Linked DNA regions of Sus scrofa: region 1 is linked to region 2. A link is a contact called in public Hi-C data. All regions are on one chromosome and are shown on one strand. Each heading gives the region's core, a stretch centred on a gene start, on an enhancer-like site or on the middle of the called end of the contact. The rest is flanking DNA. Distances are from core to core; before and after follow the strand shown.

Region 1 (3,969 bases), core at 928-3,427, 190 kb after region 2:
GGGATCCCGCACTGCTGTGGCTTTGGCGTAGGCCGGTGGCTACAACTCTGATTTGACCCTTAGCCTGGGAACCTCCATATGCCTTGGGAGCGGCCCAAGAAATGGCAAAAAAGACAAAAAAATAAAAAATAAATAAATACAACATTTTTCTCCTAGAATTGTGATGAAGTAATATTTCTCTCTCTAAAGTGTGCTTCAGATTGTGAAAGGGACTCACAAAAGACTAACTACAAATTTGCCAGAGGCCAGCATCCCCAGCCACAGCAGCCCTCCTCTCCAGGACTCCCTCTCTATTACATTAGACAAAATGATGCTGCTGGTAATGGTGGAGATGCTGATGTGAAGGACATTTATTAGGTCACACAGAGGACAGAAGAATCTAAACTGTTCTGGAGGTTGTTGAATTTTTTTTTTTTTTTTTTGCAATAAAAATACTCTGGACTATGGGAAAACAAAAATAGCAGAAGTTTATCTGCAGTTTATCTAGAGGAAATAATCCTACTGGAGTTCCCGTCATGGCGCAGCAGAAAGGAATCTGACTAGGAACCATGAGGTTGCAGGTTCAATCATTGCCCCTGGTCAGTGGGTTGAGGATCTGGAGTTGCCATGAGGTGTGGTGTAGGTCGCAGACTTGGCTCGGATCTGGCATTGCTGTGGCTCTGGCGTAGGCCCCTGGCCTGGGAACGTCCATATGCCGTGGGTGCAGCCCTAAAAAGACAGACAGACAGACAGAAATTAAAAGGAAGGAAGGAAGGAAGGAAGAAAGGAAGGAGAGAGAGAGAGAGAGAGAGAGAGAAAGAAAGAAAGAAAGAAAGAAAGAAAGAAAGAAAGAAAGAAAGAAAGAAAGAAAGAGTCCTATTAGGAAAGTAAGGGACTGCAGCAAGGTACAATTTTAAGAGACTGATTATATCCTTAGAAGTGAATCCATGACCATAATGAAATGGATCCAAACCAGCACATGAAAGATCCATTTATTTGTTACAAGTAGCACAGGATCATCCTTTAAGAAAAATAATTAGCATTACAGAAATCCAAAATGACCTGATGAATGAAGTAAGCTGATACCTGAAGAGAATATTATTTAATTCAATAAAAAAATGATAAATTACTCATTGAAGATAACTTTTAACATTAAAAGTCTTTAAAATTTCAGTTTTTAAGGAAAAGAGCAAGGATATGAATTTCATAAAAAATAAATTACAGCAGAATTCTAATTGCAAATGTAATCATTGCACAGGATTTGACTTTGTCTTTCTTTTTGTGGGGTTGAGTGGAGAAAGTATTTTTTGATCTATCAATGACAGACCTCATATCCAAGAAACAAGACACTCAACCTAAATCCCTGGGCCAACTTTATTTGGGAACTAGAGAAGCAGGGAAAAAGGCAAGGCAAACAGAAATTCCACTAATTCCTACCATTTCCACTATGATGCCCCTACACATCTTGAGAGATTAAAATCTTGCCATCCCTAATCAAATTAAGCTCTTCAGTAATAGATTCATGTCATAAATACTGACAAGCAGTGAACATGAATATAGCTTGCAATCAAGTATATTTAGACCTTGGTGTCCTTGTTCATAGAGGAGAGGAGCTGGCAATGTGTCTTGGGGGAGCAGGGAGCTAGGGATGATCTGAGTAGCAAAAGGAGAAGCACTTAGTCAGAGGTACCATAAATACAAACCAGTGACATCTTAGACCTGTAACTGACAGCAGGGCTCTGAATAAGGACTATAATCAGATTAGGAGAGGCCGTATGATCCTTCAGGTGACAGAGATCTAATCTGGGACACAACTGGGCCTAAATACAGATTTACTGAACTCATGGAAATGAACACTTAATCACATTAAGAGATCACAGCCACAGTGAAGATATGTTTCCTGTTGTGTTCCATTTCAAGAGGCTAAGTTCAGTTTTGTGGTTCAACACATGGATGCGACTAGGCTATGTTGGAATTTAATTCTTAGCTTTCTAATGTTTTACTCGTGATTTCAGATCTTTCCATGTGCTATTAATTTAGTCTGTCCTCCATCTAAGTTTATCTCCACATATGAATTAAATAAATCCCACCTGTGCTGGATGGTTTATTTTGGTACTTAGCCCCACGCTTACCCTTACCAGACTCCCCCTGAAGTACTAGGCGTAAAATGTGCATTGCCAGCCCCCTTGTCAGCTGTGTTCTCACCCCACTCTGGCAGCAACCCTGGCAGAAGTACTCGTTCCTACTGGGCAGTAGTGAACGCGAGCAGTCTAGGTGAAAAACAGTAGTTTGTGGGCTCTGGCTAACACCACCTTTCCCTTTGCTCCTCCAGCCTTTCCTTTTGTATCCAATTCCTAGAATTATAACACCTTTTGGACTGAAGCAACTGTGAGTGGTTTCCTAACTAGACACTTGACTGACAGCCTACCAAATTCAGAATTTATATAATTCACAAACAAGGATGGGGAGCTATGCTACAAAACATTCATTCATCCATTCAGGCAACAAGTTTTTACTGCACACCTACTAAGAAGCCAGACCCTGTTCTAGGTGCTGGAAATACAGCAGTAAACAAAACAGACAAAAACCCTCAAAGTGCTAACAATCTCTTTGTCCCCAAAGAGCTAACAATCAAGTGGAGAAAAAATAATATACAGGCTGGAGAAGTAAAATACAGTTTTAGATAATAAATGCTAAGGAGAAAAAAAATGAGCAGGACATGAAATGTTGGAGGAGGGTTGAAATACTCTTTTTTATTGAGGTATAGTTGATTTACAATATTAGGTAAGTTTCGGGTGTACAACATGGTGATTCACAGTTTTTAAAGGTTCTACTTCATTTATAGTTATTATAATATTGGCTATATTCCCTGTGTCATACAATATATCCTTGTAACTTTTTTCGTCTTTTTTTTTTTTTTTTTTTTTTTTTTTTTTTTTTTTAGGGCTGCACCCATGGCACATGAAAGGTCCCAGACCAGGGGTCCAATCAGAGCTACAGCTGCAGGCCTATGCCACAGCCACAGCAATGCCAGATCCGAGCCGTGTCTGCGACCCACACCACAGCTCACGGCAACACTGGATCCTTAACCCACTGAGCGAGGCCAGGGATCAAACCTGCAACCTCATGGTTCCTAGTCAGAGTTGTTTCCACTTCGCCACAATGGGAACTCCTCCTTGTAACCTATTTATTTATTTATTTATTTATTGGTCTACTTGCCTTTTCTAGGGCCACTTCCCTCGGCATATGGAGGTTCCCAGGCTAGGGGTCGAATCGGAGCTGTAGCCGCCGGCCTACGCCAGAGCCACAGCAACACAGGATCTGAGCCGCGTCTTTGACCTACACCACAACTTATGGCAATGCCAGAGCCTTAACCCACTGAGCGAGGCCAGGGAACAAACCCACAACCTTATGGTTCCTAGTTGGATTCGTTAACCACTGTGCCACAACAGGAACTCCATGTAACTTATTTATACACAGTGGCTGATGCCTTTTAATCCCTCCTATCTTGCCCCTCCTCCTTCCCTCTCCCCATTGGTAACCACTAGTTTGTTCTCTACATTTGTAAGTCTGTTTCTTATATTAACTAGTTTTGTTTTATTTTTTTAGATTCCATATATAAGTTATATCATACAGTATTTGTCTTTTTTGATTGGCTTATTTCACTAAGCATAATTCCAGGAGGATTGAAAATTTTTTTTCTTTTCAGGGCCACACCCGCAGCACATGGAAGCTCCCAGGCCAGGGGTCGAATCAGAGGCACAGCCGTCGGCCCACACCACAGCCACAGCAATGCAGGATCTGAGCCTCATCCTCGACCCCCACAAAAGCTCACGGCAACGCGAGATCCCCAGCCCACTGAGCGAGGTCAGAGACCGAACCTGAATCCCTATGGACCCTAGTTGGGCTCATTAACTGATGAGCCACAAAGAGAACTCCAGAAGGGTTGAAATTTTAAACATACAGGTCACTGATGTGATTTGGGGGAAA
Region 2 (4,142 bases), core at 775-3,274:
CGTGCACTGGTTTTTCCGACCTGTTTCATGCGAGGGTCTCTCTGATGGTCCCCATGACCTCATCTTTTCAGGACAAACAAGCCAAGAATTCTCGTATGCCCCGCCACGCTGGACACCCTCAGGTACATGGGTGTTGTTTTTTGTTTTGTTTTGTTCTTATGGCTGCACCTGCGGCATAGGGAAGGTTCTGGACAGAGCCTGAATCCAGGCTGTATCTGTGATCTACACCACAGCAAAGCCAGATCATTTAACCTACTACCCTGGCCCAGGGATCGAACCCTTGCCTCCAAAGTGACCTGAGCTGCTCTAGTCATATTCTTAACCCACTATGCCACAGTGGAAGTTCCCATGGGTCTTTGTTTTTGTTGGAGTATCTCCTCAGGGTCTATCATGAGGAAGGGACCAAAGCCCACACACTACTGGTGCCCAAAAGACAGAAACTTTGTTTTCAAGGCTTCCACATGGGGAAGAGCAGTCTGGTCCCCAGAGTGTAGACACCATGGACAGCCTGAACCTGTCCTGCCCCTCAGGGCTGTGTGGCCTGTCCCCATATCCCATGTTGTTGTTCGCAAGTTCACCTTCTCTTCTAAGGACCATGGAAGCTCCTAGAAAACAAGCCCCTCTTCTTCACTCACCTGACAGCTGTGGGGCCTACCAGGAACTACCACCTCAAGTGGACGGGTCAGTTAACAGGGGTGGTGGGTAGAATAATGTCTACACCCTCATCCCCAGAGCCTGGCACTATGGAGAGTGGTAGAGGGGAGTGAAGGCTGCAAGTGGATCAAGGTTGCTAATCAGAAGGCTCTAAGAAAGGGAGAGCATCCTGGCCTACCCAGGTGGGCCCGATGTAACCACAAGGGCACTGGACAGTGGAAGGAGGTGGGGAAGGTCAGTGATACATGTGACAGAAACTCAACAGGCTACTGCTGGCTCTGAAAATGGAGGAAGGGGCCACCAGCCAAGGAATGTAGGCAGCCTCCAGCATCGGGAAAAAGCAAGGAAACAGGTTCTTCCCTTAGGCTCCAGAACGAACCAGTCCTGCCGACACCAAGATTTAGTCCACGAGCCCCATGTCAGACTTCTAAACTACAGACTCTAAGATAATAAATTTGGGGGTGGGGGGGTTTAGGGCCGCACCTGTGGCACATGGAAGTTTTTAGGCTTGTGGTCCAATCAGAGCTACAGCCACTAGCCACAGCAACGTGGGATCTGAGTTGCATCTGCAACCTACACCACAGCTCATGGCAATGCTGGATCCTTAATCCACTGAACAAGGCCAGGGAATGAACCCACATCCTTGTGGACACTAGTTGGGTTTGTAACACGCTGAGCCACTATGGGAACTTCCAAATTCGTGTTGTTTTAAGCCAGTAATTTTGTGGCAATTTGTTACAGCAGCAAGAGAAAAAACAGAAATTGACAGAAATACAAACCAGTTAACTGAAGACATCCCCTATCCTTCCTCAGCCTGGGGAAAAAGGACTCAGAAGGGTCCTCAATAGAGGGCAGCTTTATCTGGAAAAGGTGGGCACGGAAACAAAAGGCTCAAACAACAAGGATACCTTCTTCCTTTCGATCTCTCTTGGGGATGCAAACAAAAACATGCTGGGAATAGGTGGTACCATAATGCCCACTGTATCAGGATCAGATGTGATCTCCTCTCCCAGGTCACTGAGCAGTGTGACTGGCTGTGGGTGGCTCTCCTGTAGTTCTGCTCAGCTATAGCTGAGTCGAGAGCCCTGCCTTCCAGAAAGGATCTTAATAGCCAAGAGGAAGCTATGAGCACTGTTCCTGGAGATGGTGGGAGGCTTGGGTATCCCACTGCAGCAGCCAGAGGCCCTCCAAGCTGTTTGGGTGAGCTTCCTGCATCACTCCACCCCTCGGGTGCTTATCCTATAAAGGAAGATGATGACGCTTTGGTCCATGGGCGCTGAGGTCCATTTCCATCCTCCAAGCTGAGCAGTCAATGACTTGGAACTTCTCCATAGCCTTCCCTGGAGCCATAGGGGCACACACTGTGTGCTGGACACTATCTTAAGTCAGTGACTCATCAGGCATCAAGTAACAAGGCTAAGAAAAGCCCTCTCCTGAGGTCATCTCCCATCAATGGAGACAAACGATTACTTAAGATTTCTAGAAATACTAAGGTACTCACAGGCAATTCCATGAACCAGCTCCCCTTTTAAATGTCAGGCCCTTGCGAGTCTTCAGCCATTGGGCCTAGAGCCGTGAGCTCTTTGGGAGGTATAACCAAGAAATAAGAGTGGGATCCAGACTCCCTCCCTTTTGTCTCATGTGCTCTTTTCATGGCAAAGGCTCCACCAATGAAGTTCCCATGAACAGGAGCCCCTGGCTCCAGACAGCAGGGCCTGCTGTGAAGGTGCGAGAGGGGGAAATCCCCAGAGGGCAGTAAGGCCCAAATAAGCTCCTCTCACCAGCAGCCCTGCTGAGGCCACATCTAGCTGTTTGCCTAGGGGTACAAAGCAAAAGGCATTGCATTTGTGCTTGGAGCCAGCACGAAGGCAGCTTTCTACACACTGTATCCCATGGGGACTGACGAGATGAAGTGGGTCAAAGCTGTGCCAGCATCCAGGGGTCACCTGTTTTAAACCTTGTCTCAGTGAGTAAGGATGCACCTGGTGCCCCTGGTGACCATACATGCCAGATGCTCGGTGGGCAGCCAGCCCACGGTCTGGAGACAGCAAATGACTTGGGCCCCAGGGTGGGGGGATGGGCCCTCCAGTCCTGATCTTTGAACTCCAGGAGTGGAATGGCCCAGAGATAAGACAAGCAGACATGCAGTGGAAAGAGAGGTAGCTCCCTACCAAACACCTTCCAAACTGAGAGCCGCCCCCATGCCTCTAGTGAGGTGGGCACCCTTCACACCCCATTCTGTGTCAATGGTACGTTACCATATTCGCCAAAACGTAGGGACTCCCACTGCTGCCACTCCACCAGGACGCTAACAGCACGCACACCCACGTATATGAGCAACATGCCCACAGTGGCGTCCAGGAGGAAGTTGATGAGGTACCTGTGAGGAGAGGGCACAGTGGCATGGTCAGGAAGCACCATCTAGGGAACTGGGTTCTGTGTGCTTGCAGGGACAAGGTCAAGGCTGGGGACCCAGCACTTTGCGCCACCCTGTTCTGGGAGGCAGGAGCCTTAAGGGTGCAAGTGCAGGAAGCTGAAGTGCTCACTTCCAGGAGCCTAGGAAAGCCTCCCTCCCCAGGACATAGCATTGCGAGGGACCAAGAAACTTGAAAGATCTCAAGTGTTCTTGCCAAACAAAGACTGACACAAAGCAGAGTGCCTGGGAGCAGCCAAAGAGGCTGACAGGAAAACAGAATTAATAAAAAAAAATTTGTTCAGTAACTCTTCCCTCCCAGATGGTCTGGCCCTTCCAAGGCCCCAAGACAGCGCAGCACCAGAACATCCGGGGAATGGCCCCTGGGGTTTCCCAGACCAGAGCTCATCCCTGTGCTTCAGAGCCTGCTATGGAGGAAAGAGCAAGCATTTCCAAAGAGCGAGCTTAAGTGCTACTCGGAAAAGGCAAGGTGCTGGAGGAAGGAGAGGAGGATCAGAAGAGCATGCCCACCCTGACCTCTTGGTCTTGTGGGGTCTGTTTCCATTTGTCCGACACGCATTTCTTCCTTCACCAAGGAAAAGCCCCTTGCCCACTGGTCCTCCCTTGAGGGCCCTGTACTCAGATCTCACTGGTCAGCAATAACCAAGGCCCCAGCTTCCCAACCCTCTGGGAGGCCACATGGCTTGGAAACCATCACCCCCAACCCCAAGAGAAGCATCAGATACCACAGACCAGCCATGGCACTTTTGAGTTGCTGAGACTTGAGACATCTTATGCAGCCGTACAGCCCTCACCCGAAGGCTGGCCCCAGTGACGTGCATAGCACTCTGAAACCTGAGGGAGCACACTCGTGGTCCTGCCAGCCCTGGAGGGGCAAGAAAACCAGAGGGAGGGGTTGCATTTTCCTCCTGCGTGCCCTTCCTCTTTAAAAGCACAAGGGGTCACTCTTAGACCAGATACTAGAGAAAACATAGCAACTGGTTCCCAGGCACTTTCTGCAAGTTCACAAGCTGAGCTCTGGCTCTAGGCTAATGCTGCTCTCAGATGCTTAAAC

The links. Hi-C and Micro-C count contacts between places; a contact is called where the count stands out from the background.
Region 1: a Hi-C map of skeletal muscle shows a contact between it and region 2, with 8 times the contacts expected there. The contact joins two enhancer-like sites. A contact is called at or near these places in 1 of 47 Hi-C or Micro-C datasets (skeletal muscle) and 1 of 2 datasets of contacts at active chromatin or transcription factors (alveolar macrophages).

Annotation. Positions count from the first base shown.
Region 1 is chr13:35,151,569-35,155,537 of Sscrofa11.1, forward strand. The region is part of intron 1 of SFMBT1 (scm-like with four MBT domains protein 1); the gene reads right to left. Among named protein-coding and RNA genes, the nearest start is that of SFMBT1, 28 kb to the right of the region's middle. Within about 2 kb of position 2,178, at least 1 of the 83 cell types and tissues checked has an H3K27ac peak or open chromatin away from gene starts, as enhancers often do. A contact at or near this core is called in skeletal muscle, where this site is marked.
Region 2 is chr13:34,958,652-34,962,793 of Sscrofa11.1, forward strand. It overlaps LOC100153598 (store-operated calcium entry regulator STIMATE), which reads right to left. Exons shown (of 10, transcript XM_021068951.1): 4 at 2,913-3,034. Among named protein-coding and RNA genes, the nearest start is that of ITIH4, 17 kb to the left of the region's middle. Within about 2 kb of position 2,025, at least 7 of the 83 cell types and tissues checked have an H3K27ac peak or open chromatin away from gene starts, as enhancers often do. A contact at or near this core is called in skeletal muscle, where this site is marked.